2 separate regions of the Sus scrofa genome follow, and region 2 is linked to region 1. A link is a contact called in public Hi-C data. All regions are on one chromosome and are shown on one strand. Each heading gives the region's core, a stretch centred on a gene start, on an enhancer-like site or on the middle of the called end of the contact. The rest is flanking DNA. Distances are from core to core; before and after follow the strand shown.

The links. A called contact is a pair of places that touch in the nucleus more often than the background predicts.
Region 2: a Hi-C map of retroperitoneal adipose tissue shows a contact between it and region 1, with 2.1 times the contacts expected there. The contact joins the promoter of SP9 here to the promoter of DLX1 in region 1. A contact is called at or near these places in 1 of 5 promoter capture datasets (liver) and 9 of 47 Hi-C or Micro-C datasets (epiblast stem cells, fetal skeletal muscle, heart right ventricle and 5 more).

Annotation. Positions count from the first base shown.
Region 1 is chr15:78,184,542-78,188,862 of Sscrofa11.1, reverse strand. It overlaps DLX1 (homeobox protein DLX-1), which reads right to left and starts at 2,167. Exons shown (of 3, transcript XM_013984283.2): 1 at 1,372-2,167; 2 at 512-711. The coding sequence starts at 1,684.
Region 2 is chr15:80,323,043-80,327,490 of Sscrofa11.1, reverse strand. SP9 (transcription factor Sp9) reads right to left here and starts at 2,042. Exons shown (of 2, transcript XM_021075752.1): 1 at 1,905-2,042; 2 at 1-908. The coding sequence starts at 1,925.

The sequences.
Region 1 (4,321 bases), core at 918-3,417:
GGTCCCATTTCTCCCCCAGGGTCTGGGATCTGGGATGTGAGAGGGCCGAGGAAAGGATTTCCCCCCACCCCCACCCCAGCCCAACACAGTGAGAAGGTGGAGGAGGAGGGAGACAGAGGCTCCGGCCCAGGCCACTAGTGCTTAGCCACACACTTTAAAGGCAAAGAAGGGATTAAGCCCAGAGTCTATTGTTCCAGTTGTTCGGGCACGTGTGACCTCAGAGTCCCCAAACAAAATGTCCAGGGAAATCCTTCCTGCGCCCTAATCAGATTGCTCAGGGCCGGGCTGCCGGCAGCACGGAGTAGAGTGCAGTGACTGAGCCAGGGCAGAGAGAACTATTGAGGAAGCAAAGGCGATGGGAGAGCCAGGGGTGGGACACACACGGACACACACGCACGCACGCACGCACGCACACGGACCCCTGAGGCACATAGAGCAAGAAATGGAACTCTGGGCGCAGGTGGGCCAAGGGAAGCCTGCTTGGCGCCACGGTGGGGCAGCGGCGAGGTACCTGCGTCTGCGTGAGTCCCAGGGAGGCCGCGAGCTCCGCCCTCTCGGGCAGAGCTAGGTACTGAGTTTGCTGGAACCTCCGGTTCAAAGCCTGCAACTGCAAACTGGAATAAATCGTCCTGGGTTTACGGATCTTTTTCCCCTTGCCATTGAAGCGCACTTCACCGCCTTCCACCACAGTGCTCTTCTCGGAGTCAGCCCCTGAAGGAACAGCAGATGTGGGGGCCGTTGTTAATGCAAAGGACCAACTTTAGTGCGTGGAGCTGATAGCAAGTGACAGCAGAGGGATGGCAGAGGCTGGGCCAGGAGTGAGAATGCTCAAGAAACTCTGAAAGTCAGGGAAGGGTTCCGCCAAGTCCAAAGGGCAGGCCCCTGGCCGCTGCAAGCGAACTGGGGCAGTTCACAGGCGCGCAACTCTTGCCTTTGCAGGAAAAGTTTGCAATTTTTGCAGGCGGTAGTTGAGGTTTAATTACCCTTAATTGCATACATTGTTTATAGCGCTACGCAATAAATAATTACCGAGACTAATACGTGCACATGTGGGTTTCTGTTTTCCAGCGGGGCATTGTGTTTTCCACGCATGGAGCCGCCCAGAGGCCCAGCCAGTGTCAGGGGACGCTCTCGGATTTATCCTTTGCTGGATAGTTGCAAGTTGGGTGGACATATTATATATTTTTAAAGTATCTTTGCTACGACAGGGATTGATACCCGAAACCTCCCTCTACTGCCTGGCGCCCTCCCCACCCCCATCCCATTTCTCTCTCTCCCCCTCTCTCTCTCTTTCTCTCTCTCTCTCTTCTCTCCCTCTTCCTCTCCCTCCCTCCCTTCCTGTCTCTTCCTCTCCCTGGCAGGCTCACGTACCTGGGTCCTCCAGGCGGCTCTGGGCGAGGCTGGCGCTGCCCGGGTAGGACTGCACCGAACTGATGTAGGGGCTGGACGCGTGGCTGCTGACCGAGTTGACGTAGGGGTAGCCCAGCGGTCGGGAGAAGGACGAGGCCGAGCTGTAGGCGCCGTCGGGCTGCGAATGGCCCGCCGAGTGTAAACAGTGCATGGAGTAGTGCCCGTGGGACATGGGAGAAGGAGACATTTGCTGGTTGGGCGGCCCAAACTCCATAAACACCGCCTTGCCCGACACGGGGCTGTTGAGACTTTCTGGCATGGTGGTCATGGTCATCTCTTCTCGCGGGGTCTAGGTGTGGGTCTCTCTCTCTCCTCTGCTTCCCTTTTTGGGGTCTCTGTGTTTCTCAGGACAGGAAGGAACCCAATTTAAGCGGAACAGGGGTTTTCACTTTCCATTCATAAGAAAATGGAGTTTGCCTCTTTGAAAAGTCTAAGCATGATGCTGCCGAGCTCCCCAAACTCGCTTCAAAGCTTTGACTCAGCCAAGGTCATAAATATTCATGAGCTGGCGGAGCTGATTGGTCCGCTGTCTTGCATAATCACCGGGGATTGGTCCGAGGCGCTCCGGCTCCGCTGGACTAGAGCGGGCGAGGCGGCTCGGCCTCGGGAGAGACGCATCCACACTTCCCGGCCGGGGCTCCTCTGCAACAGAGCGCGCCGCGTGGGGCGCACAATGGGCTGCGGCGCTCGCTCCGGGACCTACGCGGCCCGCGGCTCTTCAGCCTCCCACCTCCCCGGCGCCCCTTACTTCCCAGAAACCAAGCAGCGGCTCCGCTCTGCTGCCCTCCCCCTCCTACTGTCCCCACCCTTTGCCCGCCCCCACAACACCGGGGACCAGCGCACCGCTTCTCCTAGCCGCAGCTACCCAGTCCGGTGCTGAGCTAGGGCGGCTCTCGAGCCTTACTGCGGCCTCTGGAGCCCAGAGTCGCGCAATGGTTGCGCCGGAGGCGGTCAATAGAGCGCTGTCCTCCAGAGAGTCCTGTGCCTTGAGCAGCGCTCTCCTGGCGGCGCCTCCCCGACCTGGGTCCACTCTGCCACATCCCTGGGGGCGTGTTTGGGGCCCTCCGGGCGAACTCACTCACTCGGCCGCCGCGCCGCCGCCGCTCCCTGGGGCCCGCTCGCATTGCTCCAGGCCAAGCTGGCCACTCCAGCTCCAGGCTACACCGGTCTGATTAAAGCAGTGCGCGCGGAGCCAGGAACCCGCGCTTCTCCTCCCAGGAAAGACGGCCGTACCGCCCCCTCCCCCCAACCCACACCCCCCCTCTTTCCCTCCCAACCTTCCTCCGCCTCCCCCTCCCTTCTCCACTCCCTCTGAGCCAAGCGTCCGGCTCACTCGCCCCAAAGGCGCGGCGCAGAGTAGAGCCCAGGAGTTGGCGGGCTCAATTCTGCTTGGGCTGAGGACGCCAGGTGGTCATTTTCCGGCCTCCTGGGGTCTGGCGAGAGCACCCAGGGTGTAGGAGTCCTGGGGGACACCGAAACCCGCGGCAAAACCAGGCCAGTTGTAAGATCGAGTATCTGTGTGTAGACACGTCTCTCATTGTCGCCCAGGATCCTCCTCATCTCCAGGGGTCAAAGCGGGCGCCACTGGGCCTGGGGCAGGGCTGGTGAAGGCAAAAGCTGCCGCGGCGCCTTCTGTCTTCTGGGGCGCTAGGTACAGAAAAGCACACAAAAGCCCCCGCAGCCACCACAACACAACCACCCCCGTGAGGCGTGGCGCGCACCACGCTGGCTGTGAGGGGCTGTTGGTTCCCCATCCCGCCAGCCCCACGGTGAATCCCAAATTACTTTGTTAGGTAATTAGAAAGTGTTGATAATTATTTCTTTCATAATTTAGCGTGTGACGAGAACGGGGAAATGATCTTGTGAAAGTTCACACGTGCAGATGTATTAGTTACTGATTCATTTGATTAAATGGTAGTCTCAAGTGCTCAGATCCGCAGCTGAAGGCGCCCCATTAGCATAACACTGATGTTTAATTTTCATACGCATAATTAGCCATATATTTAACACTAATAGCAACATGCAGCCTTTCAGCGTTAAACAGCCCCGGATTTGATCTGGCCTGAGCTGAACCTTCGCCGAGGCACCTTCCCCTGTCTAGAGTGCGCAGTGATCACAGGACAAACCTCTGTAATCAAGCACATTTTGGCAGAGGGAACACCAATAAAAATGAACATTCAAAACAAATTACATCCGTGCTGTCGTTACAGATATCAACGGAAGGGGCTTCTCTTTTTTAACTTCTGTAGCAGCAGCTGCTGCCCGCGGAATTCCTCTCCTTTGGTTTAAGTGTACGATGTTGGGGGGTAGAAGTATTTCAGGCAGCAGTGGTTGGAGCAAAAAGAAAAACAAAAGCAAAGCAAATCAAAACAACCAATCCTCCAAACCAATAACGGGTTTGCCAACGTTTAAAAAGATTTTTCTTTCTTTCTTTCTTTTTTTTTTTTTTCCTTAATCACCGAACCACACGGTGAGGCTTTGTAGCAACAACCAGCTAATGACTCCGCCACCAGACAACTCCCGGAGCCGTTCCACTCCTCTTGATTGCCGTGTTGCACTTGTGGTTTTAATTGCTCTTTCCTAGCGCCTGTTTTGGGGTACGGAGTGCGGTGCGCCCTGCACAGCAGCAGATGCCGCCGGGGCCCCTGGTCTCCTCGCGGGCCCTGCCCACGTAAGTGATCGCTGCGACTGGCGCGGGGTCGGGGTTGGGACGGATGGAAGTAGGACTGGCGATTCTGGGTGCTCAGGGCAACGCGTGAGGAAACCCGACGGCTAGGCTGTCCAGGGCCAGTTTATTCCAGAGAACTGCAGAGCGGGGAAAAGGGGAGAGGCGGCCTCGGGTCGCGACGGTCTCCAGGGCTCTCGGCCATCCACATCTGGAAGGGGAAATCCAAGTCTTTCTCAGAGCAGG
Region 2 (4,448 bases), core at 793-3,292, 2.1 Mb before region 1:
CAGTCGCAGGTGGCGCGGCCGGAGTAGCGGCGGGCCGAGCGCGCCGAGCTCCCCCCCGCGGCGGCGGCCGCGGCGCCAGAGATCATGGCGCTGGCGGCGGCGGCCGCCACGGCGGCGCTGGAGTCCGAGTAGGAGGGCAGCACCGGCTTGAAGCCGTCCTGGGCCAGCAGGTGCTGGCTGGTGGAGAGCAAGTGCGAGGCGGCGGCGGCCGAGGAGCCGAGGCCGGTGGAGCTGAAGGCCGAGTGCGTGAGCGAGCTGAAGTCGGGGTTGTAGGTGCCGAGCTGCGAGTGCAGCGAGGCCTGGGGGGCGCCCGAGTGCAGCGAGCTCTGGAGCCCCCCAGCGGGGTTCTGCACCTCCAGCCACGAGCCCGGGCTGCTGTGCACGTCCCACCACGACGACGCCGCGCCATTGGTCACCTCGCCCGCCGCCAGCGTCGAGTGGAAGCCGGACTTGTACCACGACTCGTACGGGTGCGCCATGCCCACGCGCGGGTACAGGCCGTCGGCCGCCGTCGTGTGCACCTTGGAGATGAAGGCCGACTGGCCGCCCGCCTCCTGCGGGGACACCCCGGCCGCCGCCGCCGCGGCCGCCGCCGAATTGGAGAAGAGGCCGCCGTAGTCGCTGCTGAAAGCGGACGACGTGGGGGACGTGGACGCCAAGCAGAAGGCGCTGTTGGCTGCGCCCGAGCCGCCCGCCAGAGCGCCCGAGCCGCGGCCGCCGGTGGCCACGGCGAAGCCCGAGAGGCTGGAGCCGAGGTTGCAGCTGGACGAGGAGCGCTTCCAGGGGTGGAAGCCGCCCTTGGCGAAGGCGCTCGACTCCGGCAGCGTCGTCAGGGGGCTCGTGTTGCCGATCTTGTTGCAGGTCGCCGCCAGCATGGCCAACGGGGTCGTTCCGAAGCGCGGCTCTTCCTAGAGTGGGTGGGGTGGGGGAGGGAGCAAGGAGGAGGAGGAGGGCAGGAAGAAGTGGGAGGAAGACACAAAGTGCACCCGTGAGCAGCCTGGTCCCCCCGCGGCCGGCCCCGGGGGGTCGTGGCTCCCCGGCTCGCGCCTCCTCCCCGCGCTCGCCGAGGATGCGCCGCGCCCTGCGCGGGGCAGAGGCGATCGATCACAAGGGCGAGGGGGCCTGGCGCTGGAAAGTTGTTCTTCGGTGGGGCTACAAATTCAAGATGTCTCGGTTCTCCCCGCCTCAGTCGCAGCAACCCCTGCCCCAAACCGGACTGGAGTCGCCCGCCTTCCGCTCGCCTTAAGCCCACTCCTCTCACAGAAGCCCCCAAATCGCCCTTGGGGTGAAGCACGGAGGTAAACACATTGACAACAAACACCAAGTGAGGGCAGAGACGGCCGAAACAGCGGCCCGGGTGGGGGAAGCTTGAGGTACTCCTCTCAAGGGTGGCTATGACTCGACTCTTATTTTTAATAGAAAACGTTTTAAATGTTTACACACACACACACACACACACACACGATTAGGAAAACAAGAATCCGAGGAGAAGCGTCCCCGCCATGGATTTCAAAGTCACAGACGAACTGGGGAGCCGCAGAAGTGTAAATGTTAACGTGACTACACGGACTGCAAAACGATTAAGGCTGTTTTCTGGAAACACCGCTGTCGCGTAATTGCAACAAGCCCCGAAGCAAGGGGGGTGGGGTATAAATCACGGGGGGAAGAAAAGAAACCTCCAGGTTTTCTTTATAATCAAATAATAAAAGGACTTGCTTAACAAATCCTTTTCTTCCAAGGATTCCAGTAACTTGGAAAGAATCAGTCCTGGAAATGTGGAAAGTGCTAAAAGACGCTGAGGCTGCAGTCCTGCAGCAACAGTTTCTCCGGAGCCGCCGACCCGGAGAAGCCATAAGGAAAAATTACTTCAGTTAAAACAAGCAAATGCCGCACTTCCGACTTACCCCAAGTATAGACGTGGCCATAGCAGGTCCCTGGGCGGCGCGGCGGGGCCGGGAGCGGGGCTGAGCCTGACGGCTGCTCGCGAAAACTGTTCCTACTCCGCGAGCCTCCCGCGTCCCCGCGCTCGCGCCGAGCGGACTCCGGGCTCCCGCCGGCTAAACTCAGCCTAAGTGCGAGGAGCACCCGCTTTGAAGTGCCGCTGGCTGCGCCTCTCACCCAATGAGGGCTCAGGCAGAGCAGACGGGAGCTGCCCCGCAGCCAATCAGACGCGCCGAGGGGCCCGAGCCCGGGCTCCCGGCGCGTGCCAGTCACCGAGGCTAGCGAGGTGGGGGCGGGGGGGGGGTCGCGGGCTAGGGACTGAAGAAATTACAGTGCAATTAAAAATTTACCCACACGCACCAAGCCAGGTTTAAGTATGGTTGAGATGGAGCCACATGCCCCTCAAGCCTCCCCGACACGATGCAAGTTAGAACTGACAGTCCTACTCGACTCTCCACTTGTGGGAAAGGAGGCAGGAGGGGAGGGGGCGCCGAGGCGGAGGCCGCACCAGCAAGGCCCAAGTGGAGACGGAAATGTCAACGCTCACTTTGTGTGTCCAGGCTCTCGCCTGCGGAGCACAACTTCAGCTGGAATCTATCATTCTCACTCGCGATTTTATCACCGTCGTTTGTCTACCCATGTTCTTATTCCCACTGGATTTAGTTTTAATCTCAGAGTCACATTGAGGAGAAGGGGGCGAAGGGACGGTTCCTCCGAGAGGAGAGAAATAGGCCTGTTGGTCCAGGTCTACACCCATTGAGCTGTTAGGAGGGCCTGGAGCCTGCTGCATCCCGCCATTTCCTCTAGCGGTCTAAGTGACTTCCTAATTGTCGCTCTGGCCTCTGACCCAGGGGGTAATACAAGTGCCATTCACAACAGAAGCTTCTAGTGGTAATTGAGGGCACCCTTTGTACCGTTTTGCCAGCGCCTAGATACCAGGTTAACCCAGTTGTCAAATATGACTAAACAGTGGGACGTGCTGATTATCTGCAGGGTTTCGCTGGGGGCTGGCCTGGGGGTGGGAGGCATCAGCCTATACAACACGCTGCACGAAGCCGCTTATTTTCACATTGTAACAACTTTAGAAACCGAGACCAGCGCGAGCCGCGTCCGCCCCCACCGCCACCCCAGCTGAAGCTGCAGCTTGCTCGGCTGTTTGTTTAACCCGATGAAGATTTACATGTCACGTTTCTGCCTGGAATCGAGTTTTCTTGCTCCAATCTACTCCTACCCCATACCGCCTGGGCCTAGAGGCTCCTTTGCAGGGCAAGGGCGCCCGGTTGAGAGATGGGCTCGCCTCTAGCGCCCTGCTTTCGTGGCCTTGCTCAGGGAGCCTTTCTCCCCGACCTCCATCCGTGAGTGCGGGGGACGAGGCCACACGTGGGCGCCTCCACATTTTGCAGGCTGGAAGCATCCTGAAGTCCTCTCCGGATCCAGTCGGTGTGAGAAGACACATCCTCAGATGGACAGCTGCGCGTCCTGGAGCCCCTCAGCACCCGCTGAGCGGTTTGTTTTTCATCCTTCTCGGTCTCCCTTTCTTTTTCTACTTTAAGAAAGCCAGGAGCAGCCTTTGAACCAGAAATACCAGTGCCCTCGACAGACCTGGGTACTGGTTTAATGCACCACATTCCCCTCAAACCCACATCTTGCTTTAAAAGACACTTTTAACCTGGAACCTCAAATGCTTGGGTGCAAAAGACGAGTTGTTGAGGAGGCGGGGCAAGTGAGGAGGACGTGGAACTGTGCCCCCAGCCTTTCCTTCCCTCTTTTTGCAATATCTCTTGGCCCAAAGTGCCACCACCGTGGCTCTTCTCTCGGCCCCGAGATGGAGCCTGCGTTCATCCTGGTGCACTCCAAAGGTGGCGAAGGCTATGTGGGTTGCTTTCTTTGCTTTTCGTTAGAGTACTTTGCTCAAAATGCTCCCCCCACCACCACCACCTCTTTGGGCTAAGGTGGCGAAAGCACCAAGGAAAGTATGACAGAGAAAGAGAAAGGAGGGAGGGGAGAGAGTGAGAAAACTCGCGCGGCTATAATGAAGCTGTGTGCCCTGGGGGATTGTGATAAAAATCGACATGGGGGACAGGGAGGGGGGTTGTGAAAGTGCCCGGGGGACCCGGGGTGGAGGGGTGAGGGGGAATCCAGGTAGCCCAGAACAGCCAGAAAGCCCGGTAGGGGGACCCAGGAGCCGTTCCCAACAGGTGAATTCTGCCCTGGAAGGGCAGACTGGTGCTCGGTTTCCCGTAGAGTCTTCGCGTCGATTTACTAATAGAGGGATTGTTAAGTGGCAGCGAGGCGTTTCCGACTCACCCAGTGCAGCCCCGGGAGGAGAAGCGCGGAGGTTTCCCCCATCCACCTCCTCCCCCACCCCCAACCCACCCTCTCCTTAAGGAAACCTGACAAAGTCGTAAATAAGACAATCCGAAAAGCCACTTAGCACTGGTGACATTTTCCAGTCAACCATTTAAAACAGTTCACGCTGGCACCTCAGGCTGCCGGCGCAGTGATTG